7 separate regions of the Mus musculus genome follow, and all the other regions are linked to region 1. Evidence: chromatin contacts called from public capture Hi-C and promoter capture Hi-C data. All regions are on one chromosome and are shown on one strand. Each heading gives the region's core, a stretch centred on a gene start, on an enhancer-like site or on the middle of the called end of the contact. The rest is flanking DNA. Distances are from core to core; before and after follow the strand shown.

Region 1 (3,796 bases), core at 780-3,279:
TGCATCTCAGTTTTTGAAATTGTTTATAAGAACATAAGGGGTTACTTGAGAAAAAAAACAAGCCACACCTAGATTAGAGATAGATTAATAACAGAAAACGTGGGTATAAAATCATAATCACACACCCCTCTCTGCTGATGTGATATACACTACTGTCAGGGTAATTCTTATAAACCATCAAACCCTTACAAACGTACAAAGGGCTTACCTACCACACAAATCCCAGCCTTTCCCACTGAAGTTGCCAAAGCCTTTAATAATCTCATGCTCTTTCTGGTCCAAGTTAATGCCTTCCAAGTCTTCTCCTAAGTGTCCAATGTTGTGTTACACCTGCCTGAGAATTTCTGAGGATCAATTTCCCAACGTAAAGCTACCCAGAGGCTCACAACTGCACTTAGAAGTAATAATGCTCTCTTCTCAGAAGCAAATTGTGTTCATTTTAATAGTGCAATTTCAGTTCCAACTCCTGTGTGTGTGTGTGTGTGTGTGTGTGTTGCGTATACAGAGAAAGAGGCCATCTAACTATAAAGATACTATATACTTTATATACAGTAAAACAGCTCTCTGACATTTTAGTTCAAATAGGACAATTACCTCTAGGAGCTCCCATTTCTCCGTTATATGTAACACTTCAGTGCTAAGCACAACATAACTTACATTATATACAACTGGCTTTGCAATGCAAACTTAAGCAAGCAACTCCCAATTCTGAGGAACTAGATAAAGCATTCCTGGAAAATACGGGGAAGGCTTTGTGTTACACCCACGTAGATCCAGGTACATTCAGCTCCCTGACTTTTGGATTATGATATTTTCGCCTTTTGATAAATGGTTCTTGGTTTAATCCAGAGATGGTGGCGCAATGGAGATACATAAAAAATTGGCAAGCATTCAAACAAGTCACACTGACGCCATTCTTGTGGCTCATGCCCGTAAAGTCAGCACTTGAGAGATGGGAGGTGAGAGACTCCCAGGACTCATAGGAAGGGACCTTTGATGAAATGCCCGGCAGTAGGGAGAGGGAACTTATAGAGCCCACCTCCAGCAGAAAGACAGGACATCAAGTGAGGGATGGGGTTGCCATCCCACTGTCACACCTCTGACCCATAATTGTTTCTCTCTGAAAGAATTCCAGGGATGGAAATGGAGAGGAGCCTGTGAAAAAGAAGGTCCAGTGACAGGCCCAAAGTGGGATCCAGCTCAAGGGGCAGTCCCAAGGCCTGACACTACTACTGAGGCTATGAAGCGCTCACAAAAAGGGATCTAACATGACTGCCCTCCGAAAGACCCAACAAGCAGCTGAAAGAGTCAGATGCAGATATTTGCACCCAACCAATGGACAGAAGCAGCTGATCCCTGTTGTTGAATTAGGGATGGCTGAAAGAAGCTGAGGAGGACGATCCTGTAAGGGGACTAGCAATCTCAATTAATCTGGATCCCTGAGATCTCTCAAACACTGGACCACCAAACAGACAGCATACACCAGCAGATATGAGGCCCCCAACACACATAGAGGACTGCCGGGTCTGTGTTCATTCAGAGATGATACACCTAACCCTCAAGAGAGTGGAGGCCCCAGGGAGTTTAGAGATCAGGTGGGGTGGGGGCATCCATGTGGAGACAGGGTGGGGAGGGGAGGAGTTTGGGATGTGGATCAGTCGGAGGGTGGATGGGGAGGGGCGGGGAATGGAATATGAAGTGTAAAAAAATTGAATTACAAATAAAGTTAAATAAATAAATAAAAAAAGGCTAGTCTCAGGAATATAGGGGTTCGAGACCAACCTGGGATAGATGAGCCTGTCAAATCAACACACAAGTTAGTAAACCCAGATGCCCCGATCCTTGGCCTTGCACCCGGCCCTCCAACGCTCACCCGCTCAAACTCACCTGGAGGCCTAGCAGCTCACGGAAAAACAGTTAAAAACCGAGCGTCCAACCGAAAGCCGCTGACCGTTGTCATTTTTCAAACCGGCCGCCTTTTTTTGTGAGGCCGGCCCCTTTCCGCACAGCGCGCTTCCTTCGCGACGGATGCCGAGAAGGCTCAGAAGACCCACGGTGGGTGGGACTTGACGAGTTGCGCAGCGAGCCAGGCTCCAGATCAGCGGAATCATTCTTCAGGGTTATAGTTTCTAGCCGGAACCGCGATTCCGCCAGACCAGGAAGCGCAGCAGTTAGGGGGAGGAGTTCCGGGATGTGTTTACCGGGTTGTCCCAGACTGGAACTTTGCCTTCAGCGTACCTGATAGCGAGCAGGCAGACAGACGGTTTCTAGCCCCTTCTCTTAGGCTCAGAGAGTAACAGGCAATAGAGGATGTGTTGTTCCCAAATTAATCAAAGGCATTATAGAGAATCCAGGAGTAGTAGTAACAGTCTTACTGTTTGATAAGCATTGATGGGGTCAAATTTTGACCTCACTGGATATTTGTACACATCATTTCTCCTTAGGTCCATGAAAGCTTGAGGGCGGGGCAGCGAATGGATGGATAGACATTGTTAAGGACGTCCAATTTAAATCTTTAATTTACTCACTTTGAGGACTCAATATAGGATAATAAATCTAGAAGCATAAACGTACTGGAATATGATTCTACACTTGCCAAACATGAGCAAAACCACTAGTTCATCTCATCGGTGAGCCATTTCTGTGGCTTACTGACATTACAGGTAACAAAGAATATACAGAACTCTCTATTCACGGGTGTTTTAATATCCTTTGAGTACCTTTACTACTTGATTTTTTTAATAAATAGGTAAGATTTTAATTGTTATATTCTTGAGCCAATATTATAGAACATAGTTTCATATAAGTAGATGGAACATGGCTACACTGAAAATACAGTACAATTTAACATGGAGAATTCTGGCAACGTAGCTTTATATCCGGTTTATTCACTGGGCGGCGCTGCTGCATTGATTTTAACATTACTGAGAATTTCATTCCATTTCTTTCCAGTAATCAAAACTACAGAGATAAACATCGGACACAATGTTCTGGATTAAAAATTTTTTTTTTCTAAATTTATGGGCTTTAAAGTACATGTTTACAGTCCTGGCTTAAGAAGAAAAATAGCATTGAATTCAAGTAGTTGTCTGCATTTTATTTCTCTCTAATCATTCTTGTTAATCTGTTTGCCTCTTCAGTCACGTTCATCTTTAGGAAAGATTTTGGAAATTGAGCTATACATTTGAAATACTTTATGCAGTACTAGTCTGAAACTGTAAAATACCTAACATTCGCTGTTTGTGGTGAACTCTAAATAAATACAAGGAACCACAGACCTGGCATTGTGCTTTAACCCCTTAAAATACTTTCCTCAACGTGTACATGAAGTTATATTATTTTAATGTAGTTTATATAAACACCATTCTGAATCATCAGTCAAACATATTTAATATCATGAAAATACTTGCTCAGTGTTTTTATTAATTCAAATTTTATGTTCTAGTAAATTTCCAGTGTTGACTTTATGAGAGCCCGTGGTGTTAACAGTATTTCAAGGGAGCTGACAAGGATTTCTCAGAAAAATTTTAAAAGTAATGTACTCTTCAAACCATGGTTGTGCTTGCCTCTAATGTCAGTACTCCACAGGGAGAGGCAGGCAGATCTCTACGAGTTTGAGGCCAAGCCTGGTCTAGATAGTATTAGCCTGATCTTCATGGTGAGTTCCAAACCAGCCAGAGTTATATATAAGGAGACTCTGGAAACAAAAAAAGAATAAAACTTAATATATTCTATTTTTTGATAGAAAAGATATATAACTTCAATTTATTTGAATTTGTTACCATCTAAAAACATA
Region 2 (3,813 bases), core at 1,033-3,532, 1.8 Mb after region 1:
TGGTTGTGAGCAGTCATGTAAGCGCTGGGAACCAAACCAGGTCCTCTACAAGGGCAGAGGGAGCCATTTCTTCACTCTTGTCCTTACATCTTGAACATCCTTTTCCTACCTTAGGTTTTATTTTTATTTTTAAGATTTATTATTATAGGTAAGTACACTGTAGCTATCTTTAGACACACAAGACGGGGGTGTCAGATCTCTTTACGGATGGCTGGGAGCCACCATGTGGTTCCTGGGAATTGAACTCGGGACCTTTGGAAGAGCAGTCAGTGCTCTTAACCGCTGAGCCATCTCTCCAGCCCCTACCTTAGGTTTCATATGCAAATGTGTGTGTGTGTGTGTGTGTGTGTGTGTGTGTGTGTGTGTGTGTGTGTGTGTGGTGTACGCCAAGGTGTTGCCTGTGGTATTTAAAGGACAACCTGAAGAGCCAGTTGTCCTCTACTGTGGGTTTCATGGATCAAACTAAGGTTTGTTTAGGTTTTGCAGAAGGTGCTTTACAAACTGAGCCATCTCTCTCTGGCCCTGTATTTATACTTTTAAGTTTTAATTCAAGTTTTACCACTTCTAAGAAGCCTTATCATGGCTGGTGTTTTAGCTACTTTATGGTTTCTTGTTTTCTCCACCCTTTATTCCCCAGCTTCATCCCCTATCACTAGATAGGCAAGAAAGAAAATGGAGTGAGAAGGGGAGGCATACCTAAGTTCCCTCTTGTTTCTTTAAACAAGACTACTAACAAATCACAGCCAACGCCCTGAGTAACCAACAACCTGCAAATGCTGGCAGAGCTCTAGTATTTATATACTTTCTGAACATTTCCCAGAATTCCAATTGTCATGCAATCCCAGAAACCATCTGCAGCTGGCAAAACCAGGCCTCTGCTCGAGAACAAGGCAAATCATAGTCAGCTGCTTTGAACCTGTGCCACATCCCCACACCTGGGATTAAAACAAAAACATATTCTTATGCTTCTGTTTTAAAGAAACCAAAATTCCAGAATCCTCGCTACACCTTACTCCTTCCTCCCCATGTTCTCAAAATACCCTAGTTATGTCTCTGTCTCTCCACTTAAACACAGTTTAATACTGTTTCTGTCAACCTCAGTAGGGCCATTCTTATTCGGTTTTATATACTCTCAATAGATACTAGTAACACAATAATATGTTTTATTGTTGTGGTTTGAGGCAGGGTCTCCTATAGTCCAGACTGGCTTTGAATTCATTATGCAGTCTAAAAAACGACCCGAGCTTCCAATCCTGGCTCCACATCCTGGGTACAGAGAACATATGAGCCTCATCAATTTATGAGGTGCCAGAGATGGAACCCAAGGACATCTTGCATGCTACGCAAGCACTCGCCAGTTTCTCAGTGAGGCCACATATACTGCAAGCGATCTACTGGGTTTTGAAGCAGATAGAAAGCACCAAAAGGAGGGCAATCTTTCTCTTCCCATAACAGGAATTAGCTGAAAGGATGGCTAATTTATAACTAAAAACATCTCTCTCTCTACCTCTAAACACTTTAGGTTTTCAGTCCTGACATTAATTCCATCCATTTCATCATGAAGAATGAAAGAGCAGTGATGCACAGACACTTCTTCAGGCGCTAAGAAGTACTTTGACCCCCTACCACAGCCAGCAGAGCAAGCACCTGGTGCGAGAGGGACACGTCACCTTCCCGGAATACTGCTGTTTTTTCCTTCAAAGTCTAGCCCTACTGTGCTCCTAGCCGGAATCTCTTCTGCATCCTCCCTCCGGCCACCCGTAACGCCCCCAGCCCCCCAAACAATCGCATTTATATGAATTTAGAATTTAAACTTTAAAACCGGAAGCGGCTTCCACCCGGAGCCAATTCCCGGGGACACCTGGTTACTCGCCACCCCTCTGCTACGCGGTCAAGCACAGGAGTAAAACTGACCCGGATCAGGGACTGATATTCCTCCTTTAGTCGCTGCACCCACAATTCCCGATCTCGGGGTCCGGCGTTGGTCTTCAGCACCGGGATCTCAGACACGACCCGCCGAGTGGCCTCGTCCGCCATCTTGGACCAGGGAGCAGGAAAACTGCGGAAGTGCAGTTGCTTGTCACTTACTCACGGCGTCGCCATCTTTACTGTGGGAAGAGGAGGCGTTGGATGGCTTTAAAGCGGACCCTGAATGCATTCGATTTTTATTTATTTATTGTAAGGAAATAAAATTGACCTACGGGTGTGAGCGTCCGGAAGAACAGAATGGAGGCGGGCTACTCTGTCCACCTATCATTAAATCACCGGAGCCTGCTCAGAGAACGACTTCCGTTCATGCTCAGAAGCAATCTTGGGAAAAACTCAAGACCTTCCCAAACCAGCAAAGTTGTTTGAATTTCAGGTTTTTCTAGACTGTCTTCAAAGTCCTATCTCCTAAGATGCGCAATTTAACGTCTTTGTTCTCCAGAGTGACTTCCTTACTTTCCATCCCTGTCCTGAATAATTAACACAACTGAATTAGGAAGTATGTAAGCTTGTTTGTTTTTTAAAGGACATTGGGTCCTATATACCACAGACTTGCCTCTAACACATACAAAATGGCCCGGAGCTATTGCTTACTTCAAAATTAATCTGTTTAGGTTTTAAAACCATCCTAAAGATAAAACTTTTTTTTCCAAAGAGTTACTGAATATCTTTTGTGTGCTATATATTAAGTATATAGAAACGATTTCTTCTTAGATGAATTCACCCAAATGACTAACAGTCACTGAATGCCTATTCTAAGCCTATGGCAAGTCATCTGGTAATTTGTTGTTTTTTTATTAGACCAGGCTGGCCTCCGACTCACAGATCTGCCTGCCTCTGTCTCCCAAGTGCTGGTTGGGTAATTTCTAAATTCGTTTGAAACCAAGAAACCTCAATAAGCTTGGTGGCCCACATGTGTTATCCCAGAGCTTAGGGGTCAAGATCAGAAGATTGCTGCAACTCAATTTAAAACGAACAAACTCCATATGCCACAGCTGCTGTGATTGCACACTTTCGATCCCAGCATTTGGGAGGCAGAGGACTCTAGAGTTTTAACCTTGGTGAGTTTGAGTCTACAAAGAGAACAAATTCCAAGATGGTGGTGTCACACATCTTTAATCTCAGCCCTCAGGAGACAGAGGGCTGGCAGATCTCTGAGTTTGAGAGCCAGCCTGGTCTACAGAGTGAGTTCCAGAACAGCTAGGGCTACACAGAGAAGCCCTGTCTCAAAACAAAAACAAAAACAAAAAAATCCCAAAAAACAAACAAACAAAAAACCCCTCAAAACCAAAACAACCCCCTACCCAAAAAAAGAGAAAGAAGGAAAGAAAGAAAGAAAAACAAGACATGCTGTCCTCTGACTTACATACCTATGCCGTGGCATGTGTGCCCCTTCAACTTCAATTTAAATTTATATATTTGTATGTCATGTGAGTGTTTTACCAGCATGTATGTAAGGTACCATGTGCATGCAGTGCCAGTAGAGGCATGTAAAGGGCAACAGATGCCCTGGAACCAGAGTTACAGACATGACTTCCATGTGGGTGCTGAGAACTGAAGACTGATCCTCTGCAAGAGTAGCAAGTGCGCTTAAATCTTGAGCTGTATCTCCAGTCCTCTAGGTGAAAAAACAAACACTCAAATATAGTTTTAAGGGCTGAGGACGTAGTGTAGTGTTAGAATTCTTGCCTAGAATGCACAGAAATGGAGTTGGATCCCCATTATTACATCAACCAGACCTGATGGTGAGTGTCTGTCATCACAGGCTGAGCTACAAATAAATGATGTTGGGTTTTTCCATCCCAGATGATTTCCCTGTGTTGTTTG
Region 3 (3,695 bases), core at 585-3,084, 1.6 Mb before region 1:
GACCCTCAGGCCTCTCCTCGTTATGCCTTCCTGCCTGTAGGTCCAGGCTAGCCTTCCAGACAGCCTCAAGGTCTAGTCAGTATAGTAAAAAGGAGCGCTCGCTTGCACATGGCATTCACTTGGTGCGTCTTTGCTCAGTCTTGGCTGGCTTCTGGACTGAGCAGGGGTGTGAAGATGCCTGTAGTGCCCAGGAATCTTAATGACCTGTGCTGCCCTTTGCTGGGGCGTTGTTAGTGGCTCCTGACTGATGCTTCTCTCTCATGCCTTTAATTCTCTTGGGGGGGTCTCTCTCCATGACTTCTCACCTGGGTTGGAATGCATCCTTCCTACCAGTTCTCAGCTTCAGTGTTTTGTGTGAATCCCACTTACCTATGCTATAACACACTGCCTGCCATGGTGGTGGCTTCAGCCTGAGCCTGTAAGAGTTATTGAATGAGGAGAGGGTATGATGGGAGTGGGGGACGAGGGGTGGTGGTGTGGGGGATAAGGCACTTGCCAGCAGGCACTTCTCAAGCAGGTATGCAGGCCTGAGTTCAGTCCCCAGCACCCAAGCAAAAAGACGAACGCAATAGCAAAAGCTGCGTGGGGAGCCGGAGGCAGTCAGATCCCCGAGACTGCCTGGATAGCTCTGTATCATCATTGGTAAAGCCCAGGTCCCGGGGAGTGACCCTGTCTCAAAATGCAAGGAGGGTTAGCAGCTGCAATTAACTTCTGGCCTGCACACACATACCAGCTTGCATACAGACAAGTTAGGAGAATGAACCAAAGAGTTAGCTGCCTAGCTTGAGTGGGAAATCTACAGCAGCTTCACAGAGAGGCTCACAGAAGAGCCGTCCCTGTGCGAGTTGAAATCTCCCCACCCTCTCTTAGACACACACACACACACACACACACACACACACACACACACACACACACCATCACTGCATTTTGACAACCCTAGATCTCTTGGTTAGGATTTCTAGCTCTTTCCTGGGGTCAAGCCCATTCTGAGGGGCAGATACTGCCCAGCCTGACATCTCTCTCCATCTTTTTTTGCAAATTACCTCTCTTGCCATTCTTTTCCAGCCCCTGCCTTTACCCTACATCTTTCAGTGCTAGAACAGACAGGGAAGCTAGTATTCCTTCCGAACCTAATGACTTCAGTGGATGTCTCAAAGAGGATTTCTGGTTGTTTGACAATGACCGTGCTCCACGCCCTTTGCAGACCTTAAACCCCCCTTCCCCCCCCCCCCCACAGCAATCTCCTGGCCCTGTCTGGATGACACCGGGAAGAAAGAACAGGATACCAATGGCCAAAACCTTGGAACAAAGGCATGGACCCTGGCAGGAATCAGCCCAAGCTCTCTGCAGGCAACTCAACCTGAAGCTGCCTGGGTTCAGTGAAACGCCCCGCCGCGCTCCACCTCTCTCAACAGCTGGCCCGCGTGTCACAGCCAATTAGGCTTTGGAGGGAGTGAGAGAGAAAGGAGTGACACCGTGTATTGACCCCCGCTGTCACGGGGCAGATGTGGAGGCCAGCACGCGGCCCCCGCGCGGCCACGCCGCTAATTAATCACCTTGGCCACCGAGTCGTGACAGCGCTTTGCTTTGCGCGATGCCAGGAGCCTGGCACCTGCAGAGAGACGCACTCGCAGGCAGGGGGCCCTACACCAGCCATCCCCCTTCCTCCACTGGCCCTCCAAGCCGGGTTTCTGGCAAGTTCTCATTGCAACTGTAGTGTTAAAAGGAAAGGCAGAACAAACTTTCCAAAGTCAGTGATTATTACACACATCGCAGGGTGGAGGAGCTCGTGAGCAAGGCAGACACAGAGGGCCGTGCTCAGATGCAGAGGGAGGAGCTAGGAGAACCGAAGCAGAGCATGCTCTTTCTGAGTAAGCTTGTACAAATGGGACTGTGCACCCTAGGACAGCAGCTCCTGAGACACAAAATTGGGTTTATCTGAGCACAAGAACAGAGTTTCTTATCCTTTGTGTTCCAACTTTGGGCACAGTGTACCATGCAGACGTGCATTTATAAATAGTCAAAAAAGGAATAAGACAGCTGGCTGTTACTTTCAAGGAGCTCCTGGCCAGCTGTGGACATAGGCACACACCAGGTCATTCATTGCATGGCAGCCCGCACTGCAGAGTCTGGTGTGTTGGAGGGGTGGGCATGGGTGTAGAATAAGGGCCAAGAAGAGCGACAACAACCTGTGTTTCAACTGCAGGACATTCAAGTGATCCTGTTTGGTGGACAGGGGCAAGTCTTAAGTGAATCATACCTTATTCCTATTAAAACTCAATAGCTTTTCTCCTACAGGTAAAGTCTGCACCCAGCCATTTCCAAACTGATTGCAGACAAGGCTGTCTGGGCCAATGGGAAGCATTGGAGAAGACTGTGCATCTATGTGGGTGTGAACTTTTTGTTGTGTGTTTGTTTGTTTGTTTGTTTGTTTGTTGTTTGACACTGAGACCTATTACCCACATAGGCTTATTGGAAGGAATATCAATTCAGTGTGAGGAGGAGTGAGTTCAGGTGTACTGACTGTGGTGGTTTGAATATGCTTGGCCCACAAGGAGTGGAACTGTTAGGAGGTGTGGCTTTGATGGAGAAAGTTTGTCATTGTAGGGGTGGGGTTTGAGACCCTCCTCCTAGCTACCTGGGAGTCAGTCTTCTCCTGTCTGCCTTTGGATCAAGATGTAGAACTCTCAACTCCTCCTCTACCATGCTTGCCTGGATGCTGCCATGCTTCCTACCATGATGATAATGGACTGAACCTCAGTACCTGTAAGCCAGCCCCAACTAAATGTTGTCTAAGAGTTGACTTGGTCACAGTGTCTGTTCACAGCAATGAAAACCCTGACTAAGATACTGATCAATGTGCAAAGAGCAAGAGACTATGGAGTGTTCAGCCACAATGGGGCATCTGTGTTACCCCTACCCCAAGACTTAGGGAACACAGTGGAAAAGGTGGCCAAAATATGTCAAGAGCCAGAAGTCTTCAAAGGCTGCTGCAAAATAATGTCTTTTGGAAGCAGCAAGGCCTTTGCACTCACAAGCTCTCAGAAGCTGTAGTTTGTGGTGCAAATCCACAAATCTGATGTGAGACCAGGACAGTCAATGCCCCAACATGAAGAAGGAAGGGCTCAGGAGGCCCCATCTCTAGTTAAGGCGCTAAAGGCAATTGGCGAATACTGGAAGGGGGGTCAATTTTCTCCAGCAGTGTGGCCTGTGGTAGGGGGTTCATGTTCCAATAGACGGTGCCCCACACCCGTGCACATATAGGCAGCAGTAACTGGTCTCAGTGGGTTGAGAAAGAGACAGAGACACAGATGGGGGGATGGGTACAGAGGTAGGGAGAGAGGATAAAAATTAGGAGGGGGTTGTGGGGGCTCTGCAAGAAGTCAGAAGGTGAATATGGGTATGCCCTAAGTACTTGACAGTTGTGTATTAAGTTGAAAGACAATAAATATGTTAAAAAGGTTGAAACATAGCCTCATCAACTTGTTCCTCAGTATATCTGTAGATGCCTCCTTTGGACATAATTTTTATTTTGCTGATTAACTTTTGAATGAGGAACCAAATTAAACATTAAAAAAACAAAGCACAGTGAATTGGTCTGAGGGGGGGATGGGAAAAATGGGAAAAGGGACCCCACAAAACAGAGCACAGCATGTATGACCTCCACCTGCAAAGTGTGCAGTCTTAGTTGA
Region 4 (3,505 bases), core at 171-2,670, 1.8 Mb before region 1:
GAAACGGTGAGTTGAGTTTTAAGCCAAAACAAATTTGTAAGTTGCAGGAGCAAGTGGGTGAATGAAAATCCGAAGAGCTTGGAGCTTCTGGTGCCAGAGTTCACAAAGCAGAGAGGATTGGGGTTGGGGGCTCTAGGCGATCCCCGCGACCTCCAGGTGTCTGAGGTTAGTCATCACTTACGGTGCAGATCCGAGAGCAACCGGATCCCCATCCCGCCCGCGTGAAGTCTAGGTGGCACGGATCTCTGCCGAGTCTGGGGTGTAGCTCCCCCGGGGCAACCGTTCCACGTGGAGAGAAGGAAAAGTTTGGCGCGTCCGGGAGGTCCGGGCAGCAGACTGGAGCATCAGGCTGTAGCCTCGCGGTGGGTCGAGCAGCCAAGCCGGGGAAACAGAGCACCGCGGGCCCCGCCACGGGACGCGCTCCCAGGCCCCCGCCCTGCGCACCCCACCCCCTTCCCGGGCCGCGCACGCAGCCAGCGGCCACTGTCAGAAACCGCCCGAGCCGCCTCGAAGAAGGCAGGGCGGACTTTGCACCCAGGACCCTGGGCCTCCGGTTCCACCGCCGATCTTGGAGCAGCCGCCTGGTTTCCCCTTCCCGGCTGCAGAGCGGCGCGTGTTGGCGGGACGTCCCGAGGAGGATCGGCGGCTTGAGGCCACGGCCCGGCCCCACTCCGGCGCGCCGAGGAGCGGAATCGGGGGCCGGCGTTCGCTCCTGCTCTCTCCCGGGTGCGCCGGAGTCCGGGCGGCTGCTCTGGCTGCAGCCTAGGGGACGCCTCCTCCCTCCGCCAAAGCTGCCCGGCGTCTCCCGGCCACTTCGCGCTGCTCCGGACGCTGGGCGCGAGCTCGCCCATCAGGTAAGGAAGGCTGCGGGGATCCTTAGGCTCCGGCTCGGGCGGGCGTGTTTCTGAAAGTTGATTTGAAATGCATCCAAGAGTGAACCGGGCCAGTCGCGGCTCCTCCCCAAGGCGACTCCTTTGCTCCTGCAGACGTTCCCGGCACTGGCCGACCGGCGGGAGGACCTCCCCGCGCGCCCCGCACGCCTACTCCCGAGCGCCCCCCCCCCACCCCCCAAGCAGAGCGCTGCGCCAGGAGTACGGAAGCAGGCGGGACAGTCTCCGAGTCCCTTACTCTGCCTCTCTCTAAGACAGGTGAGGGTCGAAAGTGAGTGGTGGTGCCACTGGGATATCGGACCTGGTTGGTCCCGGCTTGGCCCTGGCTCTGAGAGCAGGCGTACCCCCACCCCATCACACAGAGTACCATAGTTCTAGTGGTGGGATCCCTAGGGGCCACATTAGTATAGGATGGGGCGGAGTCGGTCTTGGAATGGGAAACCTGGGGACAGGGGTGGGGGTGGGGGTTAGGAGAACGCAGTTAGGGGGCGGAGGCCTTAGCACATAACGCGTTGACTTCAAGTGAAATCAGAGCCGTCCGAGCAGTTCACGGTGGCTCTTCTCTCTCCTCCCACCTTACATTTCCCTTGTCTGGACTCTACCCTCTAGGCTCATTCTTGTCGCCCTGGACACTGCTTCTGTCCTGTCCCAGGAGAGTGGCAACTGAGGGTGCGGAGTCCCAACAGGCACGGGAAGCTAGACTCAACCGTTCCTCCGCTCTACAGGTCCTCCTGGCTCACCCCGAACATGTTGGACGGCCTGAAGATGGAGGAGAACTTTCAAAGTGCGATTGAGACCTCGGCATCTTTCTCCTCTTTGCTGGGTAAGTGTTCAACCGCATGCTCCCTAGAGCATCCTCCTTCTGCCGGGGCCGGGAGCTCAGTACGTCAGGTCTCTGATACTGGGTTAAGCGACCAGACTAGCACCCTCTTCGCGCGCACACAGAGGTGCCCACAATCTCTGTCTTTCCGTGTCCATCAGTCCTTTTGAGTCGTCCCTACCTAAATACAACCATCAAGCCTCCCCAGGCTTCACGAGTTCAACATCGAATTCCCCAAAGCCTTGAGGGGCGGGCGAGCATGTTCACAAGGCATTTGAGTGGCAAGTGATTAATAATACCCAGGGCTGGATTTTTAATCACGGAGCTGATCGACGGCTCATAAATGCCACCGGTTTCTCAGAGGCCTGTGTCCTAGCATGAGAGATCCGAGGCCCAGAGCGCCCAGGTTCTTCTCTTCCCCCACCAACTGCAGCCCCAATTTTAGTATTGGGCATGGCCGAGAGGCTTTTCCGGGCTGGTGGGCAGCGCTGCGCTGGGATTAGCTTGCACGGCGGGGCCCTTGCCTGGTCTTTAATTAACTGAAGCCGGACCCCTGTTCCGCAAGCTTGGTATCCCTCTACCCCCAACCCAGCCACTTCGAAGGAGCAGAGAATAGAGAGATCCAAAGAGTCATACCCATGGGTCTTTCAGAGTTCAGGCTTGTTTTGCCAGTGTCTCTTCAACTCTCCCTTTGGAATTTTCAAGTTTGGAGAAAAAAATGTTTTGTTTTGTTTTGTTTTTAAATTTTCTTTCTTCCTGTGTTTCTTCCCGCTTCTTTCTGAAGGAGAGATTTTTCTTTTATTTAAACCTCTTGCCTCTTTCTCTAACTTTAGAACCAATAGAGTGGGGCTGAAAAAATTTCGATTATAGAAACCATGTCCAGAGAGAAATCGCCCACTCCACCCCAACAGTTCAGAGGAAACGAAATTACAAAACCCATGCCCTCTTCTTTCAACCTCCCTTTCGAAATTGTCAGGATTTTCTCCCCAGAGCAAGAAGGAAGACGCAGGCTAGAGCCTGTGTGCGGACTCAGGCACACTGGGTTTGGTTCTCTGCACCATGAGACCCGCGACCCATCCTATGGTTTGTCCCAACCATAGGATGGGGTGCTGAGACCAAGACAACAGAAATTTACAATTGAGAACGACCACTTTCTCCCCAGGCCTTCTTGCTGGCTTCCCACCACACAAAACGACCTGTCCAGCTTACAAAGCAGAAAGTGAGATTAGTGTAGTGGTATGGAGAAGGATCGTCCCTTTGGGACATCACAGACAAGAGTGTTCTTGTGGGACAAGGGCTTCTTTAAACGGTTGTGAAAATTGTCAACAAAGGCGGCCAAGTATTTCTCCCTTGCTTGTTGGGGGCAAGGGGGGGGGCTGGAACAAGACCCGAAGGGAAAAAGTCAAAAAGGTCAAAGGGTAGGGCAGAGAAGATTCTCTGACTGAGCTAAGAGGTTTGTTGCTCCAATCAGCGCTTCTGAGCGCAGAAGATCTAGAATTCTCTGGCCAGCACCCTTCTCAGGGTCTCTGCGCTCAGCTATTATTTTTCCCCATCTTGACGTTTCCTAATTATGAAAAGCCACCTGCAATTTTCACGCCAAACAAGACATAGGAGAGATTCACTAGTTTGCACAGTACTGAGCTCACGTAGGGAGAGATGGTATTTTTCTGCCCCCGCAGGCCGCCTTTTATGAAGAAAACAGAAAATGATAATTTTCCTTAAAAAAATAGAACTCAGTTGCAAGCAAATTATTATCGATCATTTAAAAGTAGTCAAAGGACACAAATACAGTGAT
Region 5 (3,594 bases), core at 705-3,204, 1.7 Mb after region 1:
ATAAATCTTTAAAAAAAAAAAAAAAAAAGAAGAGAGAGGAAAGGGAAGCTACTTGAGGGACAGTGGGGACAGAGGACAGAGGCAGTTTGACTGGGACAGTTGTACAGAGACAGGATGCAGAGAGAGAGAACAGGCTAGACACAAGACAGAATGAGTCAGAGAATGAGAAGGAGCCAGAAGATCAAAACATATTGCCAAAGTTAATATGAGGCCAGGCAGAGCTTGTATATGAATACAGTCAGAAGCTGAGAAGAGAAACCAATTTAAATCAGTCCAATTTAAATCAGAGCTTGAGCCAGAACCACGAAGTTACACCAGCCAACAGAGTTCAGAAAGAACTAGGAAAGGGTGAGCTTATTCAGCAGTAAGTCTCAGAGGCTGAAAACATTCTAGGCCTAGATTAGGTTTATAGATTCTAGAAGTTTCCAGGACTAGGCCTAGATTAGCAGGCAGAGGCAGTAAGCATCAGGGAGGACAATCTGAGCAGAGAATGAGATACTTTTAAGGAGGGATGCTTGGTAAACTGACTTGACAGGATCCTTACTGCAGGCAGATGGTGGTGATCAAATATCAAGGGGTTGGTGGTACAACACTTGCTTGTTTGGCTTGGTAGGATTCTTTCTGGCAAAAACTGTTAAGGCAGGCCCAAGATAGGGCCAAAGATACGATCTAGTTAAGAAGAGGGCTCAGCACAGTGTGTCTAATGTTTGGTAAAGAATTAGTTTTAGCAATATAAAAAAGGAACATATGTTTATAGTGTTTAACTCCTGAAGGAACTGGCTTTACAGAACACACATTTACAGATGAGAAATATAAAACCAAAGGAGGACATCGAGACAAACTTTTTTTTTCTCTTCATGTGATAATTTACTAGACAGGACAGAATTGGAATGCAAGTCACCTACCTATACTGTGTTGTAAAATAAATTTCTTTTCTTTTTTCTTTCTTTTTCTTTCTTTTTTTTTTTTTCAAGACAGGGTTTCTCTGTGTAGCCCTGGCTGTCCTGAAACTCACTCTGTAGACCAGGCTGGTCTCGAACTCAGAAATCCACCTGCTTCTGCCTCCCAAGTGCTGGGATTAAGGGCGTGCGCCATCACTGCCCAGCGTAAAATAACTTTCATGAGAACAATTTTTAAAGCGGGATATGCCGCAGACAAGTCTTTCAGGTTTCCCATTAGACATGACTATTTCTGAAAAGCCTGCCGGGATCGCAACATATATGAATGAGGTGACCTTTCTGGGTCATTATGATCATTGCGTTGTATTGTTTGTGTGTAGCCCCTCCGCACTCTCCCAGCCCCAGCGCCACCGGTGTACACCGCAGGAGATGGTGCTCTGTTTGAGGCAGACACCCCAAGTAATTGGTCTTATTGTTTCCTCAGCAATAAATATTTGTTTCTAAGAAACAGTAAGCTAGGGGCTGGAGTAAGCCACAGGATTAAATATATCGTTGTAGGGTCTATTTTAGTCTAATATCTAGAAAAACATATTTACATCGGAGCCTATGCTGCCTTTCCCTCCACGTTGTATGTTTCACTGTTAGCTAACTTCCATTTCAAGGTCTGTGAGATACCATGGGGATACAAAATGCGTGTTACAGTAGCTTTAGTGAGGAACAACTTTGATACTAAGTAGCACTAGACTACAGGGGACGCCATTAACACACTGGGGTAAGGGCTCAGCTGATCCCTGGGTGAGGTAGTCCGAAACGTAGAAAGTGTCTCTTAGCTTTACTGAAAAACAAGGGCTTTGAGCTGCTGGGTTTTTAAAACTGAGGTGAGCGATGGAACCCCGTTAGGAGACTGCGAAGTCGAGAGGAAGCACCGGGACCTGAGACTTCTCTGCACCACCCATGTGCACCTCCGCGGTGCGGGCCACCAACTAAGGACTGGCAAGCTTGGAGGTGAGGGGCCTCTGCGCCTGAATCTCCCAAGGCTCCGCCCCGTGACGTCAGGCCCCGCCCCAGCGCCCGCTTCCAAGATGGCTGCAGCGATACCTGCCCGGTTGTCCGGGTGGCGGTGACGACGGGGAGCAGACCAGGTATGGTGGGCTGGGGACCACGGAGAGAGAGAGTCCTCGGAGAAAGGTTGGGGAGGTCGGGGGCGGGAAGAGAAGAAGTTCTGAGTCAAGGCTGAAAAATCAGATTGAGCACGGACAGGGTCTCGGATGGAAATGTGGACGCGGGCCGGTTGCTTTCACATTGCACAGTAGGGGCAAGCGCAAGAGACCGGGGTGGAATGGGCGTGTTCGAGGAGAATGGGGTTCTGATCCCCTTCCCTTCGCGTGCAAGGCTCTGACCGACCACGCCCTTCCAGGTGAGCCGGCCCAGGTCTTGGGCCGATCCTGTCCCAGCCCTTCCGCTCTGGTCCCTTCACCTGGAACGCTCCTCCCCACCCCCACTAATGCTAGAGAAAGGTGGAAAGGGGAGAGGACGCCACCCCCACCCTTCTCCGGGCCACGCTCCAGAGCTGTTGCCTGCGGCTCCCAAGTGACCAAGCACCCTATACCTGCGGAGGCGCTCCCCGGTACCTAAAGAACAGAAAGAACCTGTTCCCTATTTTGTTTTGTTTTCTGGCCACTCCAAAGTCCCGTTACGTATGTCTTGCCTCTCTAATAGTTGGGGTTGCTGTTGTTTGGTGCCTTCATTCATTTCCCTGTCCCCACGCCCAAACCAGCTCGTTTTGTTGGAGTATAGAGGGTTAGTTACGGACCTGACACAACCCAGCTGCAGGTAACCTGAGAACCTAGGAACTTTCACTTTCCAATCAATCACTTTCCCTCACTTCCCATGATGGCAAAGCTGTTTCTTCCCGAACTCTGTTGTACAGGTGACTGGTTATCCTTGCTCATTTCTGGTTCCCGCTGGTCCCAGATTGGCTGTTGGAATGCTTTTTTTCTGGCCCCTGTGACAGTTCCAATTTGAGATAATGCCTCATATCTCTGCTCCCCGGGGACCTCCTGGAGCCCCCACGATCCGGAACAAGGCAGCGTGAACACAGGTACGTGTGCGTCTCTTCTCTCAGAAAGCCTGAAAGGACTTCTGAAGTGTACTTGGAACTTGAATGATGTAAGCCTTCTTGAGGGTAAAGATACAGAGTAGCTGCTGCGAGTGCTTTGGGAGAAGTGGGTGAAACTTGCTGGTAGTTGCTTACCTTTCTTTTTAATTGTTATTCATTGTTGATCGATCACACCAGTGTTCCTTTCTGTGACTTTGTTCCCTGCCTGTCTTTTTTTTTTTTTTTTTTTTTTTTTTCCTTTCCCTGGCCTCGCTTTCATCTCCTTACCTGCTGCTGATGTCTCTTCTGGCTTGCTCTCTTCCTGTTTGCTTCCAGAAATCCCTTCACTCCTTACCTAGCTCTCAAGTCAGGATGTTGCGGAGGCTGCTGGAGAGACCCTGTACATTGGCCCTGCTTGTGGGCTCCCAACTGGCAGTGATGATGTATCTGTCACTAGGGGGCTTCCGAAGTCTTAGTGCCCTGTTTGGTCGAGATCCGGGCCCAACATTCGACTATTCTCATCCCCACGATGTCTATAGTAACCTCAGTCACCTGCCCGCAGCCCCTGGAGCTGCAGGGGCTCCTCCGGCTCAAGCA
Region 6 (3,423 bases), core at 883-3,382, 1.4 Mb after region 1:
TAAGTAGCTTATGTGTAATAACACCAGCACTAGGAGGCAGATGCAGGAGGACCGCAAGCTTAAGAGACTGTCTGGACTACACAGCAAACCTTCCATCTCAAAAACAAAAACAACAAAAATATGGAGAGAAAAATATCACTCTAACTTTCCTCCACCTTACTAAGAACCCGCCACAAAGGCATTCTCTTAAGATTAGGGCTATGCCGCCACAGTAACAGAATGTTTGCCTAACATGCTAGCAAGACAAATCAATTCTCGGATCTATTTAGTCTGATATATCCTAAGACAATAATTCCAGAAAGGGCTTTGCCTATACACCAGAAGAAACAGCTCAATACAGGTCAGGCTGACTTTCCTGGCTCATTCGCTAAGCATTATGTCACACTCCTCTTGTCCAACCTCTTTTTTTTTTCTTTCTTTATTTTTTATTTTATTTCATTTTTGGTTTTTTGGTTTGTTTTTGTTTCCGAGGCAGGGTTTCTCTGTATAGCCCTGGCTGTCCTGGAACTCACTTTGTAGACCAGGCTGGCCTCGAACTCAGAAGTCCGCCTGCCTCTGCCTCTGCCTCCCCAGTGCTGGGATTAAAGGCGTGCGCCACCACCGCCCAGCCTCAATCACTTTTCTATACAACTGTCCAGTCTTAATTATTCCAAGAATGTGAACCGTTTTTGTCTTAGTCAGGGTTTCTATTCCTGCACAAACATCATGACCAAGAAGCAAGTTGGGGAGGAAAGGGTTTATTCAGCTTACACTTCCATGCTGCTGTTCATCACCAAGGAAGTCGGGACTGGAACCCAAGCAGGTCAGGAAGCAGGAGCTGATGCAGAGGCCATGGAGGGATGTTCCTTACTGGCTTGCTTTCCCTGGCTTGCTTTCTTATAGAACCCAAGACTACCAGCCCAGGTGGGTGGGACCTTGATCACTAATTGAGAAAATGCCCCACAGCTGGATCTCATGGAGGCACTTCCCCAACTGAAGCTCCTTTCTCTGTGATAACTCCAGCCTGTATCAAGTTGACTCACAAAACCAGTCAGTACAGTTTTCCTTTGGTCCGTGAATGTTTCTCTAAACTTGCCCGTCACGTATAACTTTGATTAAAAATCCTCCAGCATGGTTTCACACTCAAGGTGTGCAGCCCTCTGGACAGAAGCAGGTGGACATCTGTGCTTTTTGAAGCCAGCCTGCTCTACATAGCGAGTTCCAGGCCTGCCAGATCTATACAGTAAGACCCAGTCTCAAAAAACAAAAAGTCACATGTTTTTCCCTTGTTAATCACAGTGGCCTTTAGGGCGAGGAAGTATCACGTATTTTCACCCCAATACATCTGACCTGTATTACATTCGCCGGCTTGAGTGTCTGACTTCTCTTACAAATCTGATAAACTTTAACCTAACCCCCAAAATATAGACAAGCAGATAGAACGATGGACGAATGGACGGATAGATGGATGCACAGACAGACAGACAGTTGCTGCAAGATGAAATCAAACAAAACACTAACCAAGGGCGGGTTTTGGAACCCTCATTGGAACCACACACCCCAAGGGAAGATGAGGAACGAGGGTCTTGGCTCTGACAGCCTGGAACCTCCACTTTTGGGCGCCTCTGCAGAGAGGCGAGACCCGGTGCAAGGCACCGCCCCCCTGCACGTGGCACTCACCAGTGCACCAACACCGCGCGGCCTTCGGAGCGAGCCTGGCCGATGAAGGCCACGCAGCGATCCAGGTGGCTGAGCAGGTCGGTCTCGGGTTTGTCCAGCGCCGGCACGAAGAGGCTCCGGAGACCTTCGAACCCAGCCCCAGCCGGGAAAGCCGGTTCAGAGTCCACCGTCAGCACGGCGGTGATGCCCGCCTCCCTCAGATGGCCCGGTTCCGCCACTGCCGCTGCCCCACCCAGATACAGCCCGGGCCGCACTTCCACGGCGTGCCCTGCCGAGCTGGCGGGACTGGCAGTCGGAGCCTGGCGCTCGCAGCCATGGTTAGAACCCTGCGCTTCCAACATGGCAGAGCCAGGAAGCCAGGCAGCCGCTGCCCGCCACCAAGTCACCGGCTAGAGTGACTGACTCCTGTGTCGGAATAGCTCCAGCCGCTCAGCAGCGCCGTGGGAGGACCATGGCAATAGGGAAAATGACTGCTTCTGGGGAAGGTGATGTGAGCCGTGCTCGGGCTGTGTGCTTAAATAAGCTCCATTTAGAGCAGCTTTTCCACCCAACCTTCTAAAGTCCAAGGCAGAAAAATAAAGTCTCCATTCATCCGTTGCTGGTAGGACCACAAACTTGTACAGTCACTATGGAAATCAGCTTGGAGGTTCCTCAGGAAAATGGGAATCTATCTCAAGATCCAGCAAAGCCACTCTTCCTACCATTTGAGACATTTGCCCAACCATGTTGCCTATTGATGCCTCATAATAGCCAGAAATTGGAAACAACCTAGATGTACAACAGAAGACTGAATAAAGAAAATGTGGTACATTCACACAATAAGGTATTACTCAGCCATTTTAAAAAAAAAAAATAAAATTTGCAGATAAATGGATGAAACTCGGGAAAAAAAAATCATTCTGAGTGAGGTAACCCAGACCCTGAAAGACAAATCTGGTATGTATAAGCTTATATGTGGATATTAGCTGTGATAACTGATGTGTTAAAATAGAGGCTCGAGTCTGAACACAGTACACTGGGCCCAAACAGTTCCACGTGTAAGAATTTTATTGGGGGATGGGAGGGAGGTGGCGGCAGAAAGAGAAGTGAGGGAGGGAGGGAGAGGGAGAGATGGGGGCAGCTCTGGAGTGGGATGTTCTTCTTGAGGCTTTTGGGGTAGAGAGGGAAGAGCTTAGGCGGAGGGTAGGACTTTGTTGAGATATTTAGGGATGCTGTATAATAAAGCGTTTACTTATCTAAGCCTAAGTTACCGTGCTGTTGTAGCTGATCTGCCTTCTGTGATCCTCTGAGGCCAGAAACTACAGTTTCTGGCAACTAGCACCTCTTCTTCAAGCCACAAGAGAGATAGATAGATATGTCTATCTCAGCAGGAACTGCTGGGCTCTAACTTTCAGCCTGCTAGTCCGGTCTCAGGAAGAGAAGACACTTAGATAAATAATTATAGAGTTTATTACCAAGTTGTAAAAAGTTTCCTATGAAAGCTATCTAAGGGGAAAAGCAGAAAGATCCTGAGTGGGTAAAGGGAAAAATTCTCTAAGTGGGGAAAGGGAAAAGAATCTAGTCTAAGTGGGGAAAGGCAAAAAAGTCTCCTCTATTGATCTTAGCTCTCCATTGATCTTAGTTCTCTATGATTCTTTCGTGTCTCTTTGTCCTTGGTACTTATACGTCTTCCAGAATACATGATCACATGTTACAAGTTCATCACAAGTTCACACAAAAAATCAAATCATAAATTGAAATAGAAGTTTACAGCAGAGAATGTTT
Region 7 (3,659 bases), core at 385-2,884, 1.3 Mb after region 1:
GAATCAAGATTAGGAGTTAGGAAAATGCAGCTGAGAATCAGACTCTAGGACAAAAACGATACCATCAGGAAGTGCCTTTTAGTTATACTTTAAGAAATGCCACAAACATAATGGTCAAATGATTGAGAAAACTAATTCTAATTGTAACTACCCAACATATCTAAGTAGACTTGTTAAGAACATTAGCATTAGGAAGAATCTAGGCTTGGGGGGGGGGGGGGGAGCAAGTGTTACAGAGTAGAAAAACCAGAGGCACAGACTTCAAAGTTAGATAAGCCTGGTTCTGATCCTACTTTATCACTTACTCGTCTAAGACTCAGAGAACAGATTCTGTCAACCTCTGTTTCAACATCTATAGGATGGCGGGACCTCATTGGACTGTTATGAACATAACATAAATAACACATGTAGTGTGCTTAGCAAAATAAAGTCCTAAACAAGTGACTGCTGTTACTATAACAAAAGCATTTAGCTGGGGAAATGAACTGGAGAATGAACATTTAAAGGTTTTTTTTTTCCAGAAAGTTGTCAAAATCGGCCCAAAGATTAAAATAAACCTTTTATAGATTGTAATTGTAGAGAGCATCTGCCACTGTTAAATTAAACTAGGATTCCAACACTTCCTAGTTGAGGGCCCACTCATGTTATAGTGGAATGTTAGTCCATGAAAAAAAAGTGTCCCCAAAACTGAAGGACAATGTAGTCTCACTACAGGATCCATTGAGCCACCTACAGAACTCCATTCACATATTAACACACATAATCCTGTTAACATTCTGTCTTGAAATCGAGAAGGGACTATCAGCTTTCTCTAAGGATTTGGATGCCAAAGCTTGTTCCTTGTCATTCTCTGGTCCATCCTTCCTGAACACTAAAAATAGACTTAACAAGAGATTTCAGAGCTGTGTTTGGACAGCAGTCAGGATTACATCAGTTTGTGTTAGATCTAGTAATCAGGGACACGAGGTCAGGTGCTTGGGAGAGTTTCTTCTTTGCCAATTTGGATCTATGTCTTAAACCAACAGTTCAAGCTGGGAGCCAAGGATTTTCTTCTGTATTTTAACCAAGTTTTCTCAACATATCTCGTACACGTTCAGTGCGCGCGCGCGCACACACACACACACACACACACTCACACACACACATACACACACACACACTCAGCGCTCCCCAGCCACACGCCCACAGTCTGAGAAAATAGCTTGGAGCCTTTGGGGCAGCTACAATCATCATCCTACTAAGTTCTGGTCCCTCACGATCACCTGGAATTTCCACCAGGAACACACGCTGAAAAACTACAGCAATTTCAATTAGAACATCATTCCATTATTGCTACGGCCAGGACAGAAGCCCAGAGGCTCTGCCAGCCTCTTCTACGACCCTCAACCCGTGGCCTCGCTCCCCGGACACGGGTCGTCCACACCTGTCACCGCCACCGGGCGGAAATCGGGAGGAGAAAAAAACCCGCAGACGCGGCCCGACCTAGCTCGGGTACATTCGCAGATCCACTCACCCCAGTCTTCATCTGGTCCATGAGGAAGAACCGGACTAAAAGGCGACTCCATGGCGCCGGCAACACAAGCCGGCTTCCCCGAAACAGACACCTCTCCCTCACAACTCGGATGGGTGAGTAACCTGAAACGGCGGCGGCCGGAGGACAAAATAAGCTGAACGCTGACACGGACGGTGGCCGGGCGGAGGCAAACTATCTCACCGCACGCGGGAACTGGGATCCAAAGCTAAGGAGACGTCAGCAGATAAGCAAACTCAATAGACTTGTGAGTAAATATTTCCCTACGAGGATTTCAGCACTTTCTGTCCCGCTGTGGGGTTTTGTGGTTGTTCTTTTTTGTTTCTCTCTCCCTCTCTCTCTTTTTTTTTTTAAATTGAGCGAAGAGCACGCAGATTTTACCGCTTTGTTAAAATTCGCTGATAGTACTAAAACTGAAAAGTCTCCTGATCATAGTGGCTTGTTCTTTGTGCTTAATACTACGATATAGACATCTCAGAACGAAATTAGAAATTGACAGTAAACCTGATTCTGTATTTATAAATGCTTTTCAATCGCTGTAAAAATTTTCCACGTACACGGTAAATAAAGAAAAATACAAATTTCCGACATGTGTTAGAACCACTCCTTTACTGGGACAGAATCCGAGGTAAACTTTCTCACAAATAATACTTGTAGAAAACCCACCTTCAAACAAATTTAAACAAAGAAAATATATAAGATAAATTCTCCATGTCCGCACTTACCTCCTAAAGAAGAGTTTCTAAAACTCGCAATAAGCTGTCAATCTCTTATTACTAAAATCCAAAATTCTAAATATTTTTAGAGAAGAATCATGCATCACGGATTCCAACTGGAAAATGTGAGCAATTTGAAACAACAGTTTCGAGAACCTACTTAGTGTTGTTTACTTTTCGGTTTTACTCGATTTCAGTAGCCAGGGACTGCATTCAAACCCAGACGGTGAATGAACACGGATCCCTCTAGGACCGAGAGGAACTTTTCCCATGGTTACAAACAAACATAAATGCTTCCCAGAATCCTCCGAGCTCCTCGTGGCTGCGGTTACTACCGATTGCGATTGCGGAATGCAACAAGGTGAGAGGAAAGCCAGGTCAGAATTCGTGAAGTCCGGCTGGGACCACACCCGCATACACACGTGCAATGCACCGCCCGCGCGCACATACATACATATATACATACACACACATACATACACACATACATACACACATGCATGTGCAATACGCAGCACGCGCGTGCACATACATGCATACATACACGAACACACGCACACTCGCGATTCTGAAGTCCCCCTACGACAAATGACATTCCTTTCGTCGTTGGAATTATATATATATAAATTTTAAAAAAAAAATTTTTTTTTCGAGACAGGATTTCTCTGTGTAGCCCTGGCTGTCCTGGAACTCTGTAGCCTCAGAAATCCGCCTGCCTCTGCCTCCCGAGTGCTGAGATTAAAGGCGTGTACCACCACCGCCCAGCCTTTAGTCCATTTTTTATATTTACTTTTACCATGTTTAAACCTGTTTGTAAATATATATGTTGAGTGTTGGGGAATTTCTTTTTTAATTCACATAAATGTATAACACGGAAATGTTCTCCAAATTATTGTCACTAGGCATTCATTACTCTTTGAAGCTCTCTCGGGGTTTTAATTTCTACATTCCCTTAAATACATAGCATCATACTTGTTTACCTGAGACGGACATCTGGGTCTTTGAATTGTTTACCAGTACATAAGATATATTCTCTGCAACTCTGCCTTTCACATGTGTGCTGGGTCACTTGCTAAATTAGCAGTTTACATCCTCACCAACATATACGCCAAGACTAGATATGATCAGACTTTTACAATTTCTGTCACTATGAATCGGTGTGACTATAGTTTACATTTCTCTGGCTGAATTCCTTCATGTTCATTAGACTGTGCCCTGTTGTGACCCACCCACTCTTTCATAAAGTGTGCTACTCGGTCCCCTTCTCCTAGTGATGTGCAGGTAGGTCTCCACATAGCCTACTTAATTCATTTTACTGATGTATATGTTGCATCTTCTCCTAGCTTAGCATTTGTCTTTATTTATAGGGGTTCTGCTCTCTCTAGCTGGTGAGTGTAGTGAATTTGTCAACC

The links. Promoter capture Hi-C pulls out the DNA fragments that hold promoters and counts their contacts. Capture Hi-C pulls out chosen DNA fragments and counts their contacts.
Region 2: a promoter capture Hi-C map of pre-B cells shows a contact between it and region 1, with 4 times the contacts expected there. The contact joins the promoter of Ufc1 here to the promoter of Nuf2 in region 1. A contact is called at or near these places in 3 of 39 promoter capture datasets (cranial neural crest, erythroid cells and pre-B cells), 2 of 484 Hi-C or Micro-C datasets (double positive thymocytes and uterus), 1 of 115 datasets of contacts at active chromatin or transcription factors (astrocytes) and 1 of 9 other capture datasets (liver).
Region 3: a contact with region 1 is called in a promoter capture Hi-C map of second pharyngeal arch cranial neural crest, with 8 times the contacts expected there. The contact joins the enhancer-like site here to the promoter of Nuf2 in region 1. A contact is called at or near these places in 8 of 39 promoter capture datasets (the 3T3-L1 cell line, 3T3-L1-derived adipocytes, cranial neural crest and 4 more) and 2 of 115 datasets of contacts at active chromatin or transcription factors (astrocytes and large pre-B cells).
Region 4: a contact with region 1 is called in a capture Hi-C map of embryonic stem cells, with 4 times the contacts expected there. The contact joins the promoter of Lmx1a here to the promoter of Nuf2 in region 1. A contact is called at or near these places in 3 of 39 promoter capture datasets (embryonic stem cells, hippocampal neurons and liver), 1 of 115 datasets of contacts at active chromatin or transcription factors (astrocytes) and 1 of 9 other capture datasets (embryonic stem cells).
Region 5: a contact with region 1 is called in a promoter capture Hi-C map of pre-B cells, with 2.5 times the contacts expected there. The contact joins the promoter of B4galt3 here to the promoter of Nuf2 in region 1. A contact is called at or near these places in 2 of 39 promoter capture datasets (neutrophils and pre-B cells).
Region 6: a promoter capture Hi-C map of pre-B cells shows a contact between it and region 1, with 3 times the contacts expected there. The contact joins the promoter of Dusp12 here to the promoter of Nuf2 in region 1. A contact is called at or near these places in 4 of 39 promoter capture datasets (the HPC-7 cell line, cranial neural crest, liver and 1 more).
Region 7: a promoter capture Hi-C map of pre-B cells shows a contact between it and region 1. The contact joins the promoter of Atf6 here to the promoter of Nuf2 in region 1. A contact is called at or near these places in 5 of 39 promoter capture datasets (the C10 cell line, the HPC-7 cell line, HPC-7-derived erythroid cells and 3 more), 1 of 484 Hi-C or Micro-C datasets (forebrain) and 1 of 115 datasets of contacts at active chromatin or transcription factors (large pre-B cells).

What each region holds. Positions count from the first base shown.
Region 1 is chr1:169,529,435-169,533,230 of GRCm38.p6, forward strand. It overlaps Nuf2 (NUF2, NDC80 kinetochore complex component), which reads right to left and starts at 2,030. Exons shown (of 15, transcript NM_001355159.1): 1 at 1,888-2,030. It overlaps Gm34624 (a long non-coding RNA gene), which reads left to right and starts at 2,143. Exons shown (of 3, transcript XR_373698.2): 1 at 2,143-2,663.
Region 2 is chr1:171,292,720-171,296,532 of GRCm38.p6, forward strand. Ufc1 (ubiquitin-fold modifier conjugating enzyme 1) reads right to left here and starts at 2,283. Exons shown (of 7, transcript NM_025388.3): 1 at 2,202-2,283; 2 at 1,915-2,108. The coding sequence starts at 2,037.
Region 3 is chr1:167,928,402-167,932,096 of GRCm38.p6, forward strand. No RefSeq gene overlaps it. Among named protein-coding and RNA genes, the nearest start is that of Lmx1a, 240 kb to the left of the region's middle. Within about 2 kb of position 1,835, at least 61 of the 459 cell types and tissues checked have an H3K27ac peak or open chromatin away from gene starts, as enhancers often do. A contact at or near this core is called in second pharyngeal arch cranial neural crest, where this site is marked.
Region 4 is chr1:167,688,138-167,691,642 of GRCm38.p6, forward strand. It overlaps Lmx1a (LIM homeobox transcription factor 1 alpha), which reads left to right and starts at 1,421. Exons shown (of 8, transcript NM_033652.5): 1 at 1,421-1,713. The coding sequence starts at 1,638.
Region 5 is chr1:171,268,374-171,271,967 of GRCm38.p6, forward strand. B4galt3 (UDP-Gal:betaGlcNAc beta 1,4-galactosyltransferase, polypeptide 3) reads left to right here and starts at 1,955. Exons shown (of 8, transcript NM_020579.2): 1 at 1,955-2,041; 2 at 2,830-3,000; 3 at 3,334-3,594. The coding sequence starts at 3,370.
Region 6 is chr1:170,883,408-170,886,830 of GRCm38.p6, forward strand. It overlaps Dusp12 (dual specificity phosphatase 12), which reads right to left and starts at 2,133. Exons shown (of 6, transcript NM_023173.2): 1 at 1,660-2,133. The coding sequence starts at 2,000.
Region 7 is chr1:170,866,137-170,869,795 of GRCm38.p6, forward strand. It overlaps Atf6 (activating transcription factor 6), which reads right to left and starts at 1,635. Exons shown (of 16, transcript NM_001081304.1): 1 at 1,514-1,635. The coding sequence starts at 1,565. Gm9929 (a long non-coding RNA gene) reads left to right here and starts at 1,694. Exons shown (of 2, transcript XR_003948181.1): 1 at 1,694-1,778; 2 at 2,445-3,659.